Linked DNA regions of Mus musculus: region 2 is linked to region 1. The links are chromatin contacts, called in public Hi-C maps. All regions are on one chromosome and are shown on one strand. The core of a region is the stretch at or near the end of the contact, and the rest is flanking DNA. Distances in the headings are between cores, read along the strand shown. Region 1 holds the start of Blnk (B cell linker). Region 2 holds the start of Pgam1 (phosphoglycerate mutase 1).

Region 1 (4,790 bases), core at 905-3,404:
TAGACGTAGCATGTGATTAACTGCAATATAATTGTGGCCTTCTCGCCTATAATATAATTACATAATGCCCACCACCCACTCCATGGTTAGACGGAATTTTGTCTCACCGGGAGGGATCGTAAAGTGATTAAAATTCTATTGCTCTCTTTATTTCGATCCTCATCTAGGTTCTCTGGAGCGCATTCTGAGCATTTGAGCGGCTTTAGGTTAGGGACCGTTGGGACCTCTGCTCAGAGCAGCCTCGACAGGAGACCCTGTCAGTTCTCTGCCAGGTCCTCTGACTTCTCCCTGCTTGTCCCTTCTCAGTGCTGTGCCTTTAACTCTAGATGCTGGGGATAGTTATATCCCCAGCACCCCCAGGATCTGTACCTTCAGCTTCCCCTATGCAATCCGTCCTGATCACTCCCTAACAGCACAGCCGCTGCCCAACTCTGTATGGTTAGACCCCCCCCCCCCGCCCCCAAGTGGCTCTTTTCCAGCTGGCCCCATTAGACAGGACCAATTTCCCAGGGCCCTCTCACCCCATACGTTCCACTCTGTGGCCTCTGCTAGGCAGGACTTTTCTCACCAGCCCACATTTGAGACTGCACTCGCATCAGCCTGTACGTGTGAGGTTACAGCCCCCTCAGCATGTAACCTGTTTCCCTCAGCTCTCCATCTGTTTTCTCAGCTGCCTCTCAGAGGCTTAATTCTTGAAGCATCATCTTCATGAAGATGTCTCTGCTACTCCAATCCTCTTCTCCACTTCGTGGCCCCCTTATTATTTCTACGATGTCTGCTCTACCCTTCCCTTCCGTGAGATGCACAGCAGAAGATGGAGGGTGCCTGTGGGACCTTCTAACTTCCATGTTAAAGGCTCTGTGGCTCTCCTGGGTATCCTCTATAAAATGGCTGACCAGCTGATGCTGCCCGCTGGTCTGGACCCCTTAGTACCTCTCAGTCTGCCTCTTACCAAACCCCTCAGAGTGAGAAGACCCATGTGCCACCGTGAAAGACTGTCCTTCTATCAACTCCATGTCTTTTCTTGTCATTTGTCTCAGACTCTCCAGTGCTCCATCCCTTAAGTATGACCTCATGAAAGTCCAAAGTTCTAGCCTGCACATGGAATATAACACACCCTTAAACGTTTGAAAGTTCCAGCCTCTGAGAGTCATCAGCCCCACTTCAGAAGACAATGCTCTTCAAACTCAAAAACTGGGAAGTCATCTTTGCATGGTCTCTTGACGTATGTATGCCTTAGGCCACTGCTGGCTTATTCTTTCTTAGTATATATTTCTTTAAATTGCCAAAGCTGTTTTTTAAAATGGTTATTGTTATTATCAGTATGTGTGTGTGTATGTGTGTGTGAAATGTGTGTGGGCATGATGTGTCAGGGCATGCATGTGCCAGGCTGGCAGTGACTGTGGAGTCCAAGGACAGCTTTGTGGAGTTGCTTCTCTTTCCGTTTTTTATCTGGGTTGTGGGCATGGAACTTAGATCATCAGACCTGCACATTCAGCACTTTATCCAGTGAGCCATCTGACATTCTAAAATAGATAGTCATGAGGGTACTGGAGAGACGCGTAGTTCCCCCAATAAACTTAGGGTGAACACCCACAAAACAAACAAGAGTCAGTAAGCGACAGTGACTACAAACGCTCTTCACACCATGGATGAGCCCCTCCTCAGACTCAGAAAGCTGGCTGTTGCTAGCATGTGGGCCATCAAATTTTCTATCTTCTTGCCTTCCCAGAGCTTCACTCTTTGTCCCATCCCTGGCAAAAACCAGCCAAAGCAGGTTCCTTCACTCCTCCTACACGTTTCTTTAAAAAGCTGATCTACTTCCCTATAGCCATTGCTAACCGATTGGCACTGGTCAAGTATCCCAAGGTTTTGGTGCCTCTGAGCGCTGGAGGAGCCCTAGAGGGCAAAGAAGAGGAATAAGGCTCCGAAGGGAATCTCTTACCTCAGCTTCTGGCTGGCAGGGACAGTTATCTTATTCAGCTTGTCCATTTTCTTGAGAGAGGATGTGTCGCTGTCCAGGGGGGTGTCAGCAGCTCCTGGACTTCCTGGGGAGCAGCATGGTAAGGCTCTGGCCTCAAGAACTCAAGCCACTGGAACTGACTTCTGCGAGCAACCCACAGGCTGCTGGCAAACACCCCTGCACAGGGGAAGTAAAACTCGCTGGAGCGCATCGCCAAGTTTCATGTTTCTACGAGGTCATGTGATCCAGGGAGTCAGCCAGCCTGGCTGATTACTGTGCGTTGTGTAAACTTCGGTAGTGAAACCTTATTGGGCATGCAAATCCCTTCCAGTAGCTCTTTTATGATCAGGTGTGTTGCCAGGTTGGATAAGTTTCTGACTGAGCACTACTTCCTGTTTGTCCCAAACCTTAGGTAGTCCCTGTTTTTAGCAGATGGCCAGAGTCACCCTGCCACTTCTTAGGTACAAGGAAAAGCTGAATAATCAATTATATCTGGATGGCTCTTTGGGGGCTTTCTGCTCATTTGCATTAAGCCATGGGTTAGCCTCTTCTTCTTAAGAACTAAGACATGAAATGGACAGTTCTTGTCACCGAGGTCACAGCAGTGGTCATTTAAAATGTGATAGGTAATTCTTTGTGCAAGGTCAAGGTCACTTAGGGGTGGGGAAAGGCGACCCTATCGTATGCTGTGTGGAGTCAGGAGTTGCCTTGCTGAAAGCTTGCCATTTTCAAATAAAGACAGGATACACTCAAAAGTCAGCTGAGGACAAGCCTAGTGATTTCCCAACACATGACATCAGGCGGATGCCTCCTAACTCCCCTCCATGTCTTCCCCTCTCATCACACCCAGTGCGACATGTCAGGTGTAGGGGTATCCCAAGCACAGTGAAATCCCACACCTGCCTCTGACCCCATCTAGACAGTTCTGCTATACTCCTCGAGACAACAAAACACAAAAAACAAAAAAATGAGAGGGCGTGTTCTTTCTTCCCCTTGGACCTGAACACCCCCACCCCCACTCACCTGGCACATCCTAGTCACCTTTGTGAAAGGAGATTACGTTCTGAACATTATCAAAGGACCATCGACCTGGGTCTAAAGAATGCACGGGGGGTTGGAGGGAGACAGAGTGGAGGGATTTCAGTTATCTCTCCTGTTATAGCTTCAAGGGCCTGGCTGAGGAGAGAGTGGGAAGGAGGACCAGGCCAGAGAAGGGAGGAGAAGAGACAGAGAGCAAACCCGGATTTCTTCCCGCCCCTGCCCACCCCCACCCCCAGGTTCTTTGTTCAAAGAGGAGCTCTTCGGTCCTCCTGGTTCCTTGACTGTTCACGTTCATGCACTATATCTGAATTTGCCATTCTTCAGGATGTCCGAGAGCTGATGCCTCAGAGTGGTTGAAGGGTGAGGTCCCTTTGCAGAAGAGTAGGGCATCAGGAGAGAAATGCAGACACTTGCTTCCCGTAACTGTTGCCTTTCTCTAATCTGCCTGCACGGTTTTCTTGCAATGTATCCTGAAGGAGATCTAGTTCCCTGCCCCGCCCTTCCCACAGCTCTTAGCAGAAAGGAACATAAAAACCATATATGATGTCATCAAGGGTCAGGAGAGTCTGGCCAGGGGGGTGATAATAGCCTTTTGTTCCTTCTGGATGGTTGTAAAATGCTTCCAATTGACCTGCGGACTTTCCTCTCCACCAACTCTGTCGAGCACCTGGTCTGGCAACTTCTTATTTCCCCAGAGAAAGAGAGAGGGTCGAGGGTTCCACTTCTGCTTTTTCTTTTTACAGCCGCTTGTCTTTCTTCTTTTTACTGTATTCAAGTCCGACACGATGAAAACGAGAAACTGCTTTTCCAGGCCGGTGTGTTGCAGTTCTGCCCCGTGTGGTGTGGAGTGTGTGGAGTGGGTCAGTTCAATGATCCAAGCCTGACCCAGTGGCTTTCCTGCTGCCACGGCTTGCCAAGAAGGGTTGATCACGACTGGGAACCGGTTACCAAATCTCAGCTGCTGACTTGTTAATGAAGTGAGACCACACAGTGTGACTCCACAGCTTATGCCTTGAAGAGCAGCCAGGCCCAGTCTACAACAGCAGGTACACAGATGACTGAATCACCAAAGTACCACGACAAATGCCTTTTAACAACTGTGAGTCACACATACCACGGAGAAAGCCATATGGCACAATCACTTTGGAAGGAGGTTCGTGTTAAATGGTGCACATGTTTGTGAGGGTAGGTCATAGGGTCTATGAGACATTTCTAAGCTGATAAACCAAGGTCACATGCAAGAATGTTCAGTGAAGCGCTGCTATTCCCTCCTTCGGGGCCTTGGGCAAGCCGTGCAAGTGCTGCACCACTGAACACCAGCTTGCTTTCCTGTTTCTAACAGGAAAAACAAAAACCCAGTCTTAGCAATGGTCCAGTTAGTTGTCCATCAACAAGACAGTAATGAATGATTGGTACCATTTTTCACATAAACAGATACTATTGAACAGCGGAAACCAGTGAGCTCCAGTTGTATCACTGTGGATAGATGGCAAAAATAATATTTTCCTCTTTAAAAGTATTTTATTACTATTTTATGTGTATTAGTGCTTCACCTGAATGTATGTCTATCTATACACCTACTTGAATACTTCTGGGGAGTAGGGGCCGGAAAGCATTCGATTTCCTGGAACTTCAGGTACAAACAGTTCAGGTGTGAACCTCCATGTGGTTGCTGGGAATCAAACCCAGGTCCTCTGAAAGGACACAGATGCCCCTTAACCACTGAGCCACCTCTCCAGCCCCAGTTTTTAAAATATAATTTAAGCAATAAAGACAAACTGAAGAA
Region 2 (4,790 bases), core at 776-3,275, 920 kb after region 1:
AATCAAATTCTACCCCAACTTTAAGGTCAACGGATTGCAGCAAGCCTGTGGGTGCCACAGGCATAAGAGTGTGGCTTTTGAGCCAGCCGGTCACGGTTGAACTCAGTTCTTGTAACCTCAGTGGGACTGTCTGTCTATCCTGCTTTCTCATCTATAGTGTATGTGGAACAAAAGTGCCTGCTTCAAAGGTTATTATGAAACTAGATGCCTTTAATCCCAGTACTCAGGAGGAGGAGTTCAAGGCTAACCTGGTCTATACAGCAAGTTTCAGGACAGCCAGGGCTGTACAAAGAAACCCTGCCTGAAAAAAACAGAAGGGGGGGGGAGAAAGAAAGAAAGAAAGAAAGAAAGAAAAGAGAGAGAGAGAGAGAAAGAAAGAAAGAAAGAAAGAAAGAAAGAAAAGAAAGAGAGTGAGAGAGAGAGAAAGAAAGTAAGAGAAAAAGAAAGAAAGAAAGGAAGGAAGAAAGAAAGAAAGAAAGAAAGAAAGAAAGAAAGAAAGAAAGACAGACAGACGGGGGGGGGGGGGAAGGCGTTAATACGCATAAAGCACAAAAGCACTAACTCTGTTTAGTCTGTAGTAGGTACTTGACCATCTCATGTTAAAACTTTTCTTGGCTCTCTGTCGAAAGTACAGAAAGTGGCTCAGTTCTGTTGTCAATTGTTTAAATGTGGATTTTGCTCTCCACTAAAAGGACAGGAATTCATGACACTATCTTAGTATCTTAGTAATAGGCCACTGTCTGGCTAATGTTTAATGCTCATGAAGAAGTTTAATGGAAATAAACTAAGAGTCCACAGCCTGGGCAGGAGAAATTGGTCCTAACAAGTGGATACTAAAATTGGGGTAAGGAGAGACAGACATTCCTTTTTGTAATGTTGTAAGGGCCTAACGTTTGCTTCTCAGAAGGACATGAGCCTGTACACCTACACAGGAGCTTCCACACACTCTCAGCTACAGAATCAACATTTAGTAGAAGAAAAGGGATATAGAGCTGTTCTCTTGGGGCTGGCGACATGAGATGGCTCAGCAGGTAACTAACTGCTCTTCTGAAGGTCCTGAGTTCAAATCCCAGAATCACATGGTGGCTCTCAACCACCCATAATGAGATCTGATGCCCTCCTCTGGCATGTCTGAAGACATCTACAGTGGCCTTATGTATAAATACATATTTATTATTTATTATTATATAATATGTAGTTATAAATGCATATGTATATATTTATTATTGTACTATTATTTTTATAATAATAAATAATAAATTTATGGGCCAGAGCAAGCAGGGCCGACTGGAGCGAGCTGGGCCTACCAGGACGAACAGAGGTCCTAAAAAATTCAATTCCCAACAACCACAGGAAAGCTCACAACCATTTGTACAGCTACATAAAAATAAATAATAAATCTTAAAAAAAAAAAAAAAAAAAAAAAGCTGTGCTCTAACTGGCGTGATGAACCACGCCTTTAATCTAGCACTTCGGTGGCAGAGACAGGAAATCTCTGAGTTCTAGGCCTGGTCTACAGAACTTGTTCCAGGACAGTCAGGGTTACGCAGAGAGACTGTCTCAAAAAAAAAAAAAAAAAAAAAAAAAAAAAAAAAAAAAGCAACAAACTAGAAACAAAAAACAACAAAACAACCCAAAAGAACAATGTTCTGTTGAAGGGAAATAGCAACAACCCACGTTTAGGTTTATAGAGTATTTTACAAGTGAGGCTGAGACGTCTTATGACTTGTCCGAAGTACAAGTTAAAAGGAAAAGGGTGTATATTGGAATTGCGCAGGGATGGGACTGTGGCCTGGCAGGGCTGAAGAACTGGTCAGAGGATAGTTGATCATCCCTAAAGAGGAAGCGCGGCGTGTCCAGTCGGCGCCTGGAGCTCAAGCTCGCAACCAGCACCCTCCGCGCTCCTTGCTTACGTGCGCTCCGTGACTGCCGGGTAGCACGCGGGTACCGCTACGTACAACGCATGCGCACTGCCGCCGCGGTGCACTACACCCCCCCCTTAGCAGGCCGCAGAACTTGCCTGAGGCGCATGCGCACACGGGGCGGGCGGCGGTCTGTCGAGCGAGTGGAAAGATTTCGGGGAGAAAGTGCGCGGAAGCGGGGCGGGAGACTGTAAGTGCGCAGGCGCGACCGGGGCGGGGGGCGGGCTGCGAAGAGAATCTCGGCGATCCTCAGTTGCTGCTGCATCCTCTGCCCGTCGCCATGGCTGCCTACAAGCTGGTGCTGATCCGGCATGGCGAGAGCGCCTGGAACCTGGAGAACCGCTTCAGCGGCTGGTACGACGCCGACCTGAGCCCGGCGGGCCACGAGGAGGCGAAGCGCGGCGGGCAGGCGTTGCGAGGTACGAGCGGGACGAGCGCTGTGTGGCGTACTGGGCCAGCACCGGCCTAGGGGTCGCCTGAGCCCCCGGGCCCTCTCGAGAGGCGGGCACTTCGGTCGGCCTCTGCAGTTGAATTTTCATCTGGGGAGGTGAACGCAGGGTGGGGAACCCGCTTGTCAAGGTCACCCCGTTAAGTCTGAGAGTCTGTGCCAGAAAGAGGGCACAGCCGCCGCTAGGCTAAAATCTGTTCTTCCGGTCCGAGCAGCCCCACCTGTGGCGCCCAGGACCCTTTAGGGTACCACGAGGGCCTAGGGCGCCTGGCGGACGATTCCCCGTGACATCAGTGGCTGTACCGGAGTATACTTGAGGCGCCTGCCCATCATGGCGAAGCGGCAGGTCACGGGCTCGCCCTGGGTAGTGGGGGGGTGTTAGGTGGGGATGTCTAATGGCCTTTGAGACAACCTGGAAACCGCGTGCTTCGGAGAGCTTTGTAGCACAGCAGCAAACCACAAAACCGAATCCAGGAATGTGAGTGGGTGATTTCAGTTGATGCTCTCTCCAGCCCTATGAAGCAGGCAGATCTAATTTCCCTCCTTTTTACCTCTCTCCGTCCTCTTGTTATAGTTTAGAAAAGTGACTGGAAAGATTTGTCCAAGGTCATACAAAACTTAGTTCTAATCCAGTGTCCTTGCCCCATTTCTGGGTGGAGTAACAAGTAAGTGTGAGGAACTGGCGGGCCCTTGGCCAAGGACAGAGGCAGAGCAAAGGGTGAAAGCGTCCAGGAGATAAGCTCGCCTTTGCCTATCCATGCTGGGTGCCCCGCACCACCCACAGTTCTCTGTGATTTTGGAATGCTAATAAGAAAGCAAGGCCTCCCCGCTCCCTGTAGTGAAGAGGCACTTCTCTTGGTGATTAGGGCACATCCTAACTTGGACACGGCAGTAGCTGTGTAAAAGGGTTGCTCATGCCTACCTGAAGTGATCTTGTGTCTTGGTTGCCCTCCCTAGCTTCTTGTACACCCTTTTCAGATGAGGGAAGATTTTGAATACGAATTCCTGAGGCAAGGAAACATTGCTTTTTGAGATGCATGGCCTATGTAGGAGAGGCTAGAAAAAAGGAAAGTACTGGTTAAGGAAGCCATTTTCTTGAGCTCTGTGCCATGAAGCACTGTGTAGACCTGTGGTAGTTTGCTTATGCCTAGCTCAGGACAAAGTTAACTGCCTCTGTTCTCTGGGTATAAGATGATTATACGTTGAGCTGGAAAATAACAAGATCCATTTCAACCTTAAATACTATAGCACTAAGTTTTAGAACCTCACACGTTAGGCGCACATGGTGTTGCATGCCTGTAATTTTTCTCAGCACCCAGGCAGCTAAGAAGGGAGGCTATAGAGCATGGGCCAACTTGGACTACACAGCTGGACTGTCTTTATAAAGCTACTGTAAGTTTAGCATCTCCCAGAGATATCACAGATGATTAAAGGATGGAAGATTAAAAGCAAAAACCGACTGAGGGCTCCTGTGGATAATTGAGTAACAGAAAAGACCCAAGGTGCATACCATTCATTCCACCAGTGTTCCTCCTGCAGATTTCAGAAGGAAACTAGAGAGGCCTCCATGCAGCCTCAGGCGGAGGAAGGCCAGGGGTGAGGGGGCGAAGGGGGGGATGAGAGTCCATTGTCCCCCTGGCTGTACTTTGGATTAAATGGGTGTGTCTTTGTGCTTCTGATGCTATGGCATTCTTGCCAGGGTCCTCAGGGGGTACCACTTTGTCCTTGGGGACTATTTGGAAATAATTGCAGTGAGACAGCAGCCTGTAGCATCTCATCACGGGTGCTGAGGCTTGTTCTGTGGGTGACTCAGCCTTTTGTTGGGGAACATCCCTCCTCTCCTGGTTAAGGAGATGGTGAAGGCTGTGATGATGGCTGTCAGTTCTCATCAGCTTGTCCAGAGGCTCGGGGGTGAGATTGTCTTTCCTTGTGGGTGGTAGTGGTTTTCCTGGTATTAATCTTCCCTGTCCCCACTAGCTGGTCTCAGTGGCCTCATTGTCAGTTGACTGACTGGCAGGAAATTTTACTTCTTTTTTTTAATAACTGTTGCTAGTCTCAATATGAAGCAATGCCCAGAAAAGTTTGTGGTTAAACTTGAAGAGGGCCTTGTGTGCTGGTGAACACAGGGGTGTGTCCTGGGATAAGAAAAGGGACAGCTCCTTAATTCAAAAATATAAAGACAAGTCCAACTAGCTAGGCTTGAACTCAAGATTCCCCCAGGCTCCCTCTACTGAGCTGGGATTAAAAACATGCTGCCGAGCCCAGTGCTTGTCTTTATTTGCTTGTCTGCTAAAAATGGGTTGAGAAGATAGTAACATCATAGGATTCTAGTGAAGACGAAATCACAGTGTGGTATGGGAGCATGAGCCCTTTAGAAAGGTTAGCTATGACTTAAAGAGTTCACATGTTTTAAAGATTTA

The links. A called contact is a pair of places that touch in the nucleus more often than the background predicts.
Region 2: a contact with region 1 is called in a Hi-C map of B cells, with 8 read pairs. The contact joins the promoter of Pgam1 here to the promoter of Blnk in region 1. A contact is called at or near these places in 1 of 39 promoter capture datasets (pre-B cells), 1 of 484 Hi-C or Micro-C datasets (B cells) and 1 of 115 datasets of contacts at active chromatin or transcription factors (embryonic stem cells).

What each region holds. Positions count from the first base shown.
Region 1 is chr19:40,992,067-40,996,856 of GRCm38.p6, forward strand. Blnk (B cell linker) reads right to left here and starts at 2,155. Exons shown (of 17, transcript NM_008528.5): 1 at 1,946-2,155. The coding sequence starts at 1,992.
Region 2 is chr19:41,909,846-41,914,635 of GRCm38.p6, forward strand. Pgam1 (phosphoglycerate mutase 1) reads left to right here and starts at 2,026. Exons shown (of 4, transcript NM_023418.2): 1 at 2,026-2,341. The coding sequence starts at 2,203.